Linked DNA regions of Mus musculus: region 1 is linked to region 2. A link is a contact called in public Hi-C data. All regions are on one chromosome and are shown on one strand. The core of a region is the stretch at or near the end of the contact, and the rest is flanking DNA. Distances in the headings are between cores, read along the strand shown. Region 1 overlaps Arhgap6 (Rho GTPase activating protein 6). Region 2 overlaps Arhgap6 (Rho GTPase activating protein 6).

Region 1 (3,325 bases), core at 91-2,590, 190 kb after region 2:
AGTTTCCTCACCCATTTCCAGCAGAAGCTGTTAGCTTTTTCTTGATTTTATTTCCTTCAAATTCACTGGCAGCAAATTCATGTCTGGAAAATCATCCCCATGGCTGTCCTTTGGCTCCTGCCTATAAGATTGTGTGATATCAGTTCAAAGACGAGGCAAGCAAAGATCTTAGTTATTCTATGTGGGTAGGAAATATCCTCATCAAAAGAGCTAGAGTCCAGGCTGCCTCTGACAGGCATGGCATATCACAAATGCCAGGACGTTTTCCCCTGGGTACTAATCCTTGCTGGAAACCTGAGATAAAGCTAGGGCCCCAATGAATCCACTTCCTTCATTTTGCATGCCAAAATCCATTTGGCTGGGAGAGGATTGCTCTGTGTATGTTTACCTTCTTTGAAACCACAAAGGATTTGTTTTGAAAACTGCAACAAATGGAAACCAAAGACCAGTAAAGAGAAGCAAATTGGGTAAGGGTGTGGGGAGGCAGAAGCACATTGTGAAACATTTAATCAACCTTTGATCATTTCCCTTTAAGATGTCAGGGTCACTGTTTTGAGGAAGGTAGAAAATAAAGATGTTTCCAGGTAAGACTTTGCCCAGTCCTGACATTCCTGGTATTCTCATTTTCCTGCTTCATTTACATTTTCTGTTATTTCTGTTGCTATGACAACTCATAAGTATGGATGCTAATGGTATGTGAGATAATGCTATAGTTTACACAGCAAAACAATGCCTTGCAACTTCATGTTCTATGTATTTACATACACTCGGGTCTTTAATAAACTAATTTATTTACCAGTTTAGCCACCTCTTCATACATAGATATTTCCACCCGTAGCACCATTGTCTTCATCACAGGAAGTATAAATTAATTTGCTAAGTGTACAGAGGGAAAAGAAAAGTTTACCCCAAAGCAACAATGAACTGTAAGTTGGGTTTATTATTTTAGGGGGAGACTTTTATTTTTATTCCTTTATTAATCATTTTATTTGTTTACATTTCAAATGTTATCTGCCTTTCTGGTCTTTCCTCCACATATCTCCCACCCCTCCCCCTCCCCTTTGCCCACACACCTACTTCTACCTCAACCCTCTAGCATCCCCCCTCTCTGGGGCATCAAGCCTCCACAGGACCAAGCACCTCCCCTCCCACTGATGCCAGATAAGGCAGTCCCCTGATACATATGTAGCAGGAGCCATGGACTGCCAATGTATACGTTTTAGTTGGTGGTTCAGTCCCTGGGAGCTCTGAGGGGTCTGGTTAGTTGATACTGTTGTTCTTCCTATGGGGCTCCCCTTCAGCTCCTTCAGTCCTTCCTCTAACTTTTCCACTGGGGTCTCTAGGTTCAGTGCAGTGGTTGGCTGTGAGCATCTGTATGTCTTAGGTGCTGGTAGAGCCTCTCAGAGGACAGCCACACCAGGCTCTTATCTGCAAGCACATCTTGGCAATAGCAATAGTATTGGGGTTTGGTGTTTTCAAATGGAATGGATCACACAGTAGGGCAGTCTCTGGATGGCCTTTCCTACAGCCTCTGCTCCATTTTAGTCCCCAAATTTCCTTTAACTCAGAATTGTCCCTGTCTAGTCTAGATTAGTTTTAATTCAGAAGACTGAGGAAGGAAAAAAAAAAGTCATCGTTTTCTTTTCCTTGCTTAATAGTGACCCCCGCCCCCAAGGCTTTCACCTTTAAATATAATCAGGCATCAGTCCATGAGGCACTCCAGCAATGCAAGGTGGTGACAGGGATCCATCTGTATTTACGTCCTGTTTTCGTTAAACCTCTTAGGTTTTACTCCTCTCTGCCAGTGGGCAGCATTGTGGAACACAGGCATGTGTGGGTTCATCTCCCTTCCAGTTGACCCATGCTTTATGACATTTGTGTGGATTTACTGCTCTCTGCTGGTTTAACACTGGCAACTACAGCAGAACTTGATTTTCTCCTCTGTCACATCCTTCACCAGCTGCCACGTCTTGTTACATTTGTTGTGTTTTCCTGCCATCTTGTGATCATTTTATGGAAAATGCTTTCGCATTACTGGTAAGGATGTGTTTGTTGGACCATTGCTCAAAAGGTCTTTTTATTTCAGCCTCCATGTCCATGTCTTCGAAATATTCCATTGGCAATTGTGTAATATCTGAATCTGATCATACTTACACACCTGTATTATCTTATGCCAGGAGCCCTGACATACTTCAGACGGAAGTTTCCTTTTCCATGGGAGGGAGGCATTCATCTACAGATTCCAACAAAGCCTCCAGTGGAGACATCTCCCCTTATGACAACAACTCCCCAGTATTGTCTGAGCGCTCCCTGCTGGCTATGCAAGAGGACAGGGCCCGGGGGGGCTCGGAGAAGCTTTATAAAGTGCCAGAGCAGTATACACTGGTGGGCCACTTGTCATCGCCAAAGTCAAAGTCAAGAGAAAGTTCTCCTGGACCAAGGCTTGGAAAAGGTAACTGAAGCCTGGCTGGGACAGCCCAATTGCTTAATCACCTGCCTGTGGATGCAACATGGGTGGGCCATATTGGACCTTCTTCATCAGGCCCTTGTTTATTGTTTCTGCAATTCGAAGAACATTTACTGAGTATCTGCTAAATACAAAAGATGGGAGGAAGGGATGGTAACCCCAAGGCATTGACTCAGAAGGTCCTTTCAACCTCTGATTCTCAAATACCTGTGAATTGAGTGTATGCCCCAAACAGCAACTCATTTTCCCAAATGACCTTTTAAGGTATCCAGAGGGTTTGCATTGCTTAGTTGCTAGTCTAAGATGTCACTCAATTTTTCATAAAGCAAAGGTGCTTAATCTACCATATAACAATGCAATGTACCAAAACCAGACAATGTCAGCATCCAGGGACAAAAAGCACTAGCCTGGGTATCACAATGATGTTATGCCAATTCCAGCTATCAGGATGTCAAAGGAATAACTAAGTTCCACAGAGGCCCATGGACTCCTGATGGGATAACTAAGAACGGTATGAATGTTCCATGTATTGGCTCATCAGTGAATCTACAAGTAGTCATTATTGCAACACTTACCATGGAATACATCCTGGCTAATCTGTGTCATGTACTCTTGTAGGCACTTCTGGTCTCTTCTTACTTTGAATGTCTTAGTCTGCCTTATGATCTTCTGATACCCTCTAAGGCAGTTATTCTCTACCTGTTGGGAGAAGGGAGGAGAAAGAAACTGCTGGTGGCAGTAGGGCAGTGTCCCCGAGGGAAGTTCAGAATCCAGAAGTATTGTCTTTCTCTGTGTTCCTGTAGCTGGAGTCCATGTGGGCATTACCAGCTGTCCCCTTGTGTGAGTGTCCTACTACTG
Region 2 (3,408 bases), core at 165-2,664:
GAGCCTAGGGCAGTGTCTGACACATAGGAGGAGGCCAACTGAGGTTTGTGAGTAAGTGAATCAGAGGACATTCTGCAAGTTTGGAAAGAGGAACTTACAGTGGCTCCTGATTTAGTTCTTTTGCAGTATGCAGAGTTGCTACAAGTCAGGTCATGTAGCTCAGTCCAGGTCAATGCGGGAAGTCAGGAAGGAGAGGCCAAGGCTTGACCTTGTGGCTTTGCCAGCTAACCCTCTCTTCTAGCTTTGTTTCCTTCTTGTGGAGAAGCAGATGTGCCTGCCTGATAGGGCAGATGCCTGAAAGCCCCAGGTCTGGAGGAGGTAACATCCTGGCCTCTCGTGCTTCCTGGGTGATTCATTAACCAGCTATGAGCACAAGATCTGTCAGTCACTTCCAGAAGCTCAGCCACATCAATGCTCTTGTGATAATGGGTTCAAGATCCAGAAAGTGCAACAACTCATGGCAAATTATTAAAAGCTATAACCTTGATGTAGTACATGCTTTGTAACGTTAAAACACGTTTTTTGACCGCCTTTCTATTCTATTCTTTTAGTTGCAGATGAACGTACTGGGTCAATTTGTCATTATAATAAAAGAGTTATCATATATGAATCAAACACAGGAACTACAGATCTCAATTCCTCTGATCTCAGAGGACAATGTATGTCATTTTATTCAAATTCTATATAGTCCTGCTTCCTATCATCCAATTGTACCTGTAGCTTCAAAATTGTTCTTCTTTGCTGTTATATCATGTTAAGTCTCTGCCTTGTTAAACAAACAAACAAACCAAAAAACCAACCAACCACACAAACAAACAAACAAACAAACAAAATCCTCTTCTAAAACCCATTCTCTTTTACAACTGTATATCTATTAAGGATGGCTCATATATGATCTTTGTCTTTTCTTCAGCCCTCTGCCAAGGTAGCTTGTGTATCGTCATTCTTTTGTGTCTCTTTTTCTCCAGTTTGTGGGAGCCATCACCTGCAAAGTCATATGCTCAGTTCTTACTGCATTTAAACTCTGTAGCCTTTCAAGCCAAATGCCTCTGCTGCTGCTCCTTCTTCTGCTTCTTCAAAATATTTTTTTTAAACAAATGTATTTATTTTTTATGAGCACTGATGTTTTGCCTGAATGTCTGTCTCTGTGCAGTGGTTACTGGAGTTACAGTTATACGCTGCAATGTGGGTGTTGGGACTTGAACCCAGGTTCTTTAGGAAGATGAGCCAGTGCTCTTAACCACTGAGCCATCTCTCCAACCTGCAAATGCTTCTTTCTGTCAAACTTTGTTCCTTTTTATCCCCACAGCTTCCTTTTATTTCTACTCTTATCTTTCTAAACACTATGTTGTGGTCGTCCCTGCAAGCATTAGATTTCTCATCTGCTTCTTAAGCACATTTCCATCACAGATCTCCTATCCTGTCATAGTAGATGCATTTATTTCACCCTGTCAGTGACTGCAGTTTCAATGCTACAGTCAGGCTTCACTATTTCAAGCATGACAACACCATTGTAAAAGTACAAGGGAAAGAATGTAAGAGAAAAATCACATTTTAGCTTTTGTGAAAAATGAAATACCATTGCACACAGTACTCCAAGGCATAGCTCACTGATAAACACTTAACTTTTAAAACTCTCTCAACGTCCTACTTCACTCTAGTCTTGTTTCCCCGCAACCCCTTCTTCCCTGGTTTCTGTATAGTTGTATCATCTGTTGTGTGCTAGTTTCTACTTTATCGTTCTTTGGCATGTACCCTTTATTCTTCAGCTTAGAAGACTGCTATAAATTTCATTTTGCCTTTAGTGTTTTTGAAATTTGGAGGCTTATCTATATATCTGAATGGAGTGATGAATGAACATTTCAGTTATATACTTTGACTTCTTTATGTCCTCAATGGTTGCTAGTGACACAACCAGTGCCACTTATTAAGTAAAATGTTATAACACTTACCATTACCCTTTATGTTGCCTTTAACCTTCACATACACCTTAGAAAAGATGGTGTAAGGAACTGAATACTTGTGCACCTTCCTGAAATTCTGTAATTCTGTCTCTGAATGTGGTGAGATTTTAGATGGAGCATACAACAGGTGATTTGGTTTAGATTGTGGTAAGGAGGGTGTGATCATAATGAGCTGAGTGTTCTTAGAATAACGCAGAGTTTTTCTGCCATGTTTAGACACAGAGGACAGGCAGCTGTCTGTACATCAGAAAGTGTCTTCACTAAAATTTGACTATACTAATACCTTGATCTCAGGATTTCAGTTTAGAGAACTGTGAGAAATCCATGGCTTATCATTTAAACCAAGCAAGCCACTCAATGTTACTTGTTGTGGTAACTTAAGAAGCTAAGGAAAAAAGTATCCCTCCTTCTTACATTTCTACCTTTTCAAAATTGTATTTTTAATTCTGTGTAGGTCTTTGTATCTATTTGTGGGTATGTATACATGAGTGAATGTGCCCACAGAGAGCAGGCACCAGGTCCTTTGAATGGGGCAATATAGGTGGTTTTGAATCGCCCACTATGGGTCCTTGAACTAATCTTGAGTCTTTTACAACAGCAGTATGTATCCTTAACTCCTGGGTAATCTATCCAGCTTATTGCCCCTAATATAAAAAGAAGCTGATCTTTCAGTGTGAATTGTTTGCTGTATATCACAGTTCCAGTAAATGACAAAAACAATAATCAAAACCATTGTAATTGTTTATTTTGACTACCTAATGGAGAAATGCAATGTGACTTTCTACATTCGATATAAATGAACAAAGGTCTTTTAATGATTGGGAATCTAATATATGCAATGAATTTTGTAATTGTTTTACTACTTTTTATTTTGGGCCCAAAGATAACAATACATCATTCTAGTAATCCACATTGCTTAATATTCTAAAGACAGTCATTGAGATATGTACCGACTAAAGTGATTAAATAGCGATTGGGGGGTGGGGTGAGATGGTTCCATAGACAAGCCTAGTCAAGGCTGAATTTTTATATCTCAGTTTTATCCCTGGAATTCACAGTGGAAGAAAAGAACTGATTCCAAATGCTGTCTTGTTACCTGCAAGAGTGTATTGTAGCTGGCATGCATGCTGCACATACGAACACACACATCATATATATATATATATATATATATATATATATATATATGTGTGTGTGTGTGTGTACATATACATATACAATTTGTTGTCCATTCACAATTCTAAAAATTTTAACTTGTAGCATCATATAACAAGGGTGGTAGTGGAATTTCCTGTCTTTAAAATTGGAAGCTTGATTAGATGGGCCAAATGTATTAGGGGCTATTCATCTGCAAGTAAGAGAACATTTCACCCTCTCAGGAGATTAATCAGCCTGAAAATTGAAATGTAACAGAAGCCAAAGTAGAGCATGTAAGAGAATCTAT

The links. A called contact is a pair of places that touch in the nucleus more often than the background predicts.
Region 1: a contact with region 2 is called in a Hi-C map of the G1E-ER4 cell line, with 4 times the contacts expected there. The contact joins two enhancer-like sites. A contact is called at or near these places in 3 of 39 promoter capture datasets (3T3-L1-derived adipocytes, hippocampal neurons and pre-B cells), 1 of 15 datasets of contacts at CTCF or cohesin (pro-B cells), 8 of 484 Hi-C or Micro-C datasets (the G1E-ER4 cell line, the HPC-7 cell line, embryonic fibroblasts and 3 more) and 1 of 9 other capture datasets (adipose tissue).

Annotation. Positions count from the first base shown.
Region 1 is chrX:169,297,886-169,301,210 of GRCm38.p6, forward strand. Arhgap6 (Rho GTPase activating protein 6) reads left to right here. Exons shown (of 13, transcript NM_009707.4): 11 at 2,178-2,452. Among named protein-coding and RNA genes, the nearest start is that of Hccs, 21 kb to the right of the region's middle. Within about 2 kb of position 1,341, at least 3 of the 459 cell types and tissues checked have an H3K27ac peak or open chromatin away from gene starts, as enhancers often do. A contact at or near this core is called in the G1E-ER4 cell line, where this site is marked.
Region 2 is chrX:169,106,232-169,109,639 of GRCm38.p6, forward strand. All of the region lies in intron 1 of Arhgap6 (Rho GTPase activating protein 6), which reads left to right. Among named protein-coding and RNA genes, the nearest start is that of Amelx, 79 kb to the right of the region's middle. Within about 2 kb of position 1,415, at least 63 of the 459 cell types and tissues checked have an H3K27ac peak or open chromatin away from gene starts, as enhancers often do. A contact at or near this core is called in the G1E-ER4 cell line, where this site is marked.